Linked DNA regions of Mus musculus: region 2 is linked to region 1. Evidence: chromatin contacts called from public Hi-C data. All regions are on one chromosome and are shown on one strand. The core of a region is the stretch at or near the end of the contact, and the rest is flanking DNA. Distances in the headings are between cores, read along the strand shown.

Region 1 (2,813 bases), core at 177-2,676:
ACACAGATATTTACATTATGAGTCATAACAGTAGCAAAATTACAGTTATAAAGTAACAACAAAAATAACTTTATGGTTACAGGGGGTGGGGAGTCTCACCACAATATGAGCAACTGCATTAAAAGGTCACAGACAGCATTAGGAAGATTGAGAACTACTGCATTAGCCAAAGAAAATGGCTTTCTTCCTAGTGATCTGGTCTTTAAGAAGGCAAGGGAATATTAAAGTAAAACCCTTTCCAATATCTGGTGGTTGCAAGGACCTGTAATTTAACCACCAGTGTTAACAGGGCAGGCTGTCTGGGGAAAGATACATTCAGCTCCCAAAAGAGTCCTCTGAGGGCCTACTGTGTCTGAGACAGCTGGCTCCTCATTGTGTCCTCATGGTGGGAGAGGCTAGGAGCCTCCCCTCACACTTGTCCCCCAACTCTGCAAAGTCCAAAGTCTCTCACCACAGGAAATCCCATAGAGTAAGCGGTGAGGAAGAGAAGGCTGGGACTTTCTTATGAACAATTAGACTTCCTATACCCAGACAGACACTGCCAATGGAAACACTATTGGCCCAAACTGCCGTTAACCGCCTGATCTGGTGGGCATCATGAACAGCTTCATTTTAAACAGACATAAGCCCCAGCAGTGACAAGGAGGCCTGAGGGTGTCAATCACTTTATCTGCTCACTGACAGTGCCTGCAGGTGTGGAGAATGCTCCAGATGTAAGCAGGAAACTGCTTTGGAATCCATCAGCCCCAGCACTGAGCTCTCAAGGTTGGAAGAGGTGCTCAGAATTGAACTGGGGACAATGAGGTCCTGTGCTCCCCTGGAAGGGCAAGGCCTAGCATAAGAAGGCCTGAGGTCAGATTGTGCTGGCAGCTCTGACCCGGTGGGGACAGAAGACTCAGCTGTGCTCATAGAGGGATTCGCCTTTTTCTTTTCTTTCTCCTGCACCTCCTAAGGAAGAAAGTGTTTTTCTTCCTGCTCTTCAGGGGATGGCAGAAGTTGAAAAGGAATATATTTATAGCTGGTAGCGAACTTAGGGTCTCAGCATCAGGTCTAGTAACCTCCTTCCATGACCGCATCTGAAAAGGGTGGGGTGGGGAGCAGCAGAGGCACAAGGGAGGAGGGTGCCTTGAGCTGAGACAGTTTGCTGGGTAGTTCTCTATCATCTTGAAACAGATTAGCGTCATCCAAGAGAAGAGAACCTCAATTGAGAAATGCCTCCATAAGATCAGGTTAAAACAAGCTTGTAGGGCATGATCTTAATTAGTGATTGGTGGGGGAGGGCCCAGCCCACTGTGGGTGGGACACCCCTGAGCTGGTGGTCCTACGCTCTATAAGGAAGGGCTGAGCAAGCCATGAAGATCCAAGTCAGTAAGGGGCACCCCTTCGTGGCCTCTGCACCAGCTCCTGCCTCCAGGTTCCTGACCTGTTTTGAGTTCTGACTTCCTCTGAAATATGAACAGAAATATGGAAGGGTGGGCCAAATAAACCCTCTCCTCCCCCAGTTGCTTTGACCATGGTGTTTTATCACAGCAATAAGAAGCCTACCTACAACAGATAGGAAGTTGATTTATGTTTGTGGAATGGATTGAAGTAGCCCCCAAGTCTCTAGCAAGATTAGTACTTCTCTCAGAAAACAGAACCTCACAGGAAAAGGAAGTGTTTGACGGCTGGAAAACGCAAGGGTCTGGCGCCACCTAGTGTCTTTTCCTGCAAGGGGCTGTTCTGCCTACGATGAGAGACAAGAGTTTGGTGGGAGATGCTGAAAAGCCACAGTCCTGATATGTCTCAGACAAGGTTGTTGGTGGAGGGGAAGGAAGCAGGAGTGACTCAAACGTAATATTTAGAGTCCAAGTCTCAATAGATTGGCTCACACTAGAAAAAACAAACAAACAAACAACTTGGTGCAATTTGATGGCTCCCGTGTTTCTCATTTTCAACCCAGTTTTTTAGAGCTCTCAGAACCAGTACACGGGCTGTTTACAGATTCCTCAATCTGCTTGTCACCGACCCCCTCAAATCTTGACCGTCAGCTTCAATGATGCCAAGTTCTGGCTCAGCACCTGACTACCCTCTAACTTTAATGTTACAGCCTCTGTGTGCTGTTTCCTGTCATTAACTTATTTATCATTCAGAGAAATGGCTGCAGAGTGGCTATTAGTACCCTCCGTTCCACACATGAGAAAAACCAGTGCTGGGGAAGGGAGAAGGTATCTGACTGCCCCACATGACTACACACGCACGTGCATTTTTCAGGGGTGGGAAATACTGGTGTGTGTGTGTGTATATGTGTGTGTGTGTGTGGTGTGTCTTGGGACATATTCTCCTCAGATAAGAACTGCTGCAGGTGAACACATGTGCTGTGGAGCTCTGCAGGGTGTGAGGTGCATGCGGGTGTGGGGGAAGGATCGGTGTGAGGGTGTGAACATTGTAGAGCTCAGGGGGCACCCACTGTGCCCTTTCGTACCCCCCGCCCCCCGCACAAAGAAGTTTATCTTCTTCAAAATGGATTCCAAAACACAATACAACCTCCACACACCCCCTCACAGACCACACACACACACACACACACACACCCCACAAACCCAACCTCCACACACATCCCCGAAGACCACACACACACACACACACACACACACACACACACACACCAGTGTTTCCCACCCCTGAAAAATAATCAGTGTTGCTTATTTTTTAGAGTTAAACTGGAAGACAGCTTTTCCAATAAAAGTGTGGTGGCCGGGACTGCATGCACGTCCCTTAGCGGAAGCGGGACAGGCAGAAGCAGGACGCTCTAGTCAGCATGTGTGATTTGC
Region 2 (2,813 bases), core at 99-2,598, 390 kb after region 1:
GGGAATAAACCGTGGGGCAGGCACATTTCTGAGCATATTCACTGTAAAATACACATAACTGGGCATTCTCAGTTAAGGTTATAATTCAAGAGGAAAAGACTGCAGAAGGGAAGGCCCTGGACACACCAGTCTGCCCTGTAAAAGCAGAAGCGGGAAGGTTCTCTGGGTTTTTAGCCTCATGTGCATTTGCTCATTACTTAGAGTCCTGTCAGGAAGAGTTCCATTGCCTCACATCTTCATTCACTCCCCTCACTCTCCCCATTTGGTAGTCTTGTACATGTTGGCTGCTCGGAGTCTAGGTTGCAACTGTAGGAGTTTTAGTTTTGTCCTGGTTATTGGTAGGAGAACACCTTTCCGTGTACTTACTGTCCCTTTTGATAGCTTCTCCTGGCAAGTGTATAAAGAGGGTCTTTGCCTGTCTGCCCCCCCCTCCCTCCCTCTTCCTTTCTTAGTGATTTGCTGGAGTTGCTTGTGTAAGCACATGTCTGCTCTCCAACCATATTGCAAAATCATCTACCACTTTGTGAATTCCTACTTCATTCTCTAGTTAAGGTCTTTTTGGTTAAAAAAGGCTATTAATTTTAAATATGTCCCTTTGACAATTAGATTGACAGTTTCTCTGTAATTGTTTTGTATCATGCAAGATTTTCTTCCTTTTTTTCCTCCTATACCTAGATAATCCTTTAGCTCATTTAGCTAAAATGCCATCTTCCTTACTGTTCTGTATGTAGTACCACTGTTGCTATAAACCAGATACTCAGAGAAGTGTGTAGTCATTACAGTTCATTCCTTCGTTCGTTTGTTCTTTCTTTTTTTTTTTTTTTGTTTTTTTGTTTTTTTGAGACAGGGTTTCTCTGTGTGGCCCTGCCTGTCCTGGAACTCACTCTATAGACCAGACTGGTCTCGAACTCAGAAATCTCCTGCCTCTGCCTCCCGAGTGCTGGGATTAAAGGCGCCACCACCATGCCCGGCTATCATTACGTTTCTTATTCTGTGATAAAGCACCATGTTCACTGCAGTAGGAGAGAGTTGACCTGGCATGAGGGAGGCCCTAGCTTCACTCTCCATCTTGCTCTTGTTTTTTAGGAACATGGTCTAGAATTTGTACTTTTTACTGTCACTTCCACAGCAGAGGCTAGGATGTGACATATGACTCGCTCTGTAAAAGAGCTTGAGAACTAGAGTCTTTAGTTAGTTGTCTGTCTGTCAGTTAAAGATACTTGTGCAGCTAAAGCCGTTACTGTGGCAGGGGAGAGAAGTATTGAAAGCAGCTAGCAGCTTGCTGTGACATTTGACAGTCTTAAGCCTGCATCACAGTTGTTTATGTGGGTTTATTTCCTGTCCTCATTGTCTGTCACTTTAGAATCTTCTCTGGCATTCCTTCATTGCATGTTACCACAGGATGAAACATAGGCACTGTCTATGGTTCTGCTTATGTTCAGCTTATACACCAGTGCCTGAAAGCTTGCCACTCAACTCGGAGGTGACAGGGAAGTTAAAAGCAATTAAACTCAAAGAGCTTTTCTAAGGAAAAATTACAGCTAATTAAACAAGATCTAAGAACATTCACACTTTTGGTTAGGCCACTGCAGTATTTAAAAACTTTTTATTTACTGTTTTCTGTTTATGTCTTTGTGAGTTAGTAGCATATGGCTAAGGGTTCTAAATTCATTAGTGATTCTGTTACATGGCAAATTTTTAGTAATCCTTTAGAAAATAAGACCTCATTTCAGTAGGAAATTTGAACATCTAAATGAGCATTTTTTGGTTGGAATTGGCATTAGTACCAGACTGTTTTTATATAAATAAGTGTTTTGAGCATTGGAGAGGAAACTCAAGTCAGCAAAAAGAGTTTTACATCTGAACACAGGTCATACGTTGGATGTGGAGGTGTGCTCTTGAGATCGAAGTGCTGAACAGGCAGAGGCATGGAAATGACTAGCCAACTTGCCTAGCCAACTTGCCTAGCCTACTTGCTGAGCTAGTGTGAGGCTCTGTGTCATAAACGAGGTAAATGGTCCCTGAGGAAGGAAACCAAAGGTTGCGTTCTGGCTCCATTTGTACCCACTACATCTGTCCCGTCCCCCTAATCCCTGAAATTATGGAACAGAGGAAGTTTAATGAATTAGAGACCAATTCTAGATTTTGGTCTTTCTCTCTTACTATTGCAGCTGTGGGTTGATCATTTAAACTACTGAGGGCCACAGTCTACCTGACTCAGTAAAATTATACAAGACTGTTTTGAGAATACCTTAAGACTATTAACCCTGCTGTTATTCTAAGACACTAGTAAATAGGTTTAGCGATATAATTTTGAGGGATAATAAACTTTCTTCAATATCATAACCCAGTAATATAAATCAGAGCCTGCTAATAATAACTTTGAAAATTGTCTTATTCCATCGAAAGGGCTATAAATGACACAGGCACTTAACTTGGCTTATTATGATGCTAAAGAATTGTTGGCATAGAATAAGTGGCATTTATTTATTTATTTTATTTTATTTAGACAGGGTTTCTCAGTATAGCCCTGGCTGTCCTGGAACTTGCTTTGTATGCTAGGATGTCTTTGAACTCAGAGATCTGCCTACCTCTGCCTATTGAGTGCTGGGATTAAAGGTGCATGCTACCACTGCCAAGCTCTGTGGTCTTTATGCTTCTTGAATGGAAATATTTAGAAATAGAAAAATCTTGCATTTCCCCTCAAAATATAAACACAACTGTTTAATACAGCTTCCTTAAGGGCTCTGTCTTTCCAGTGCTAAGCACTAAGTTCAGTAAGTCCTCTGCCACTAAGTAACTTACACTCACAG

Evidence for each region. Hi-C and Micro-C count contacts between places; a contact is called where the count stands out from the background.
Region 2: a contact with region 1 is called in a Hi-C map of CD8 T cells, with 3 times the contacts expected there. The contact joins two enhancer-like sites. A contact is called at or near these places in 4 of 15 datasets of contacts at CTCF or cohesin (the NIH/3T3 cell line, large pre-B cells, pro-B cells and 1 more), 9 of 484 Hi-C or Micro-C datasets (the Ba/F3 cell line, CD8 T cells, the G1E-ER4 cell line and 5 more) and 2 of 115 datasets of contacts at active chromatin or transcription factors (astrocytes and embryonic stem cells).

The regions. Positions count from the first base shown.
Region 1 is chr11:20,912,450-20,915,262 of GRCm38.p6, forward strand. The region is part of intron 1 of Gm46273 (a long non-coding RNA gene); the gene reads right to left. Among named protein-coding and RNA genes, the nearest start is that of Gm32293, 3.4 kb to the right of the region's middle. Within about 2 kb of position 1,427, at least 19 of the 459 cell types and tissues checked have an H3K27ac peak or open chromatin away from gene starts, as enhancers often do. A contact at or near this core is called in CD8 T cells, where this site is marked.
Region 2 is chr11:21,302,478-21,305,290 of GRCm38.p6, forward strand. The region is part of intron 12 of Vps54 (VPS54 GARP complex subunit); the gene reads left to right. Among named protein-coding and RNA genes, the nearest start is that of Mir1933, 41 kb to the right of the region's middle. Within about 2 kb of position 1,349, at least 17 of the 459 cell types and tissues checked have an H3K27ac peak or open chromatin away from gene starts, as enhancers often do. A contact at or near this core is called in CD8 T cells, where this site is marked.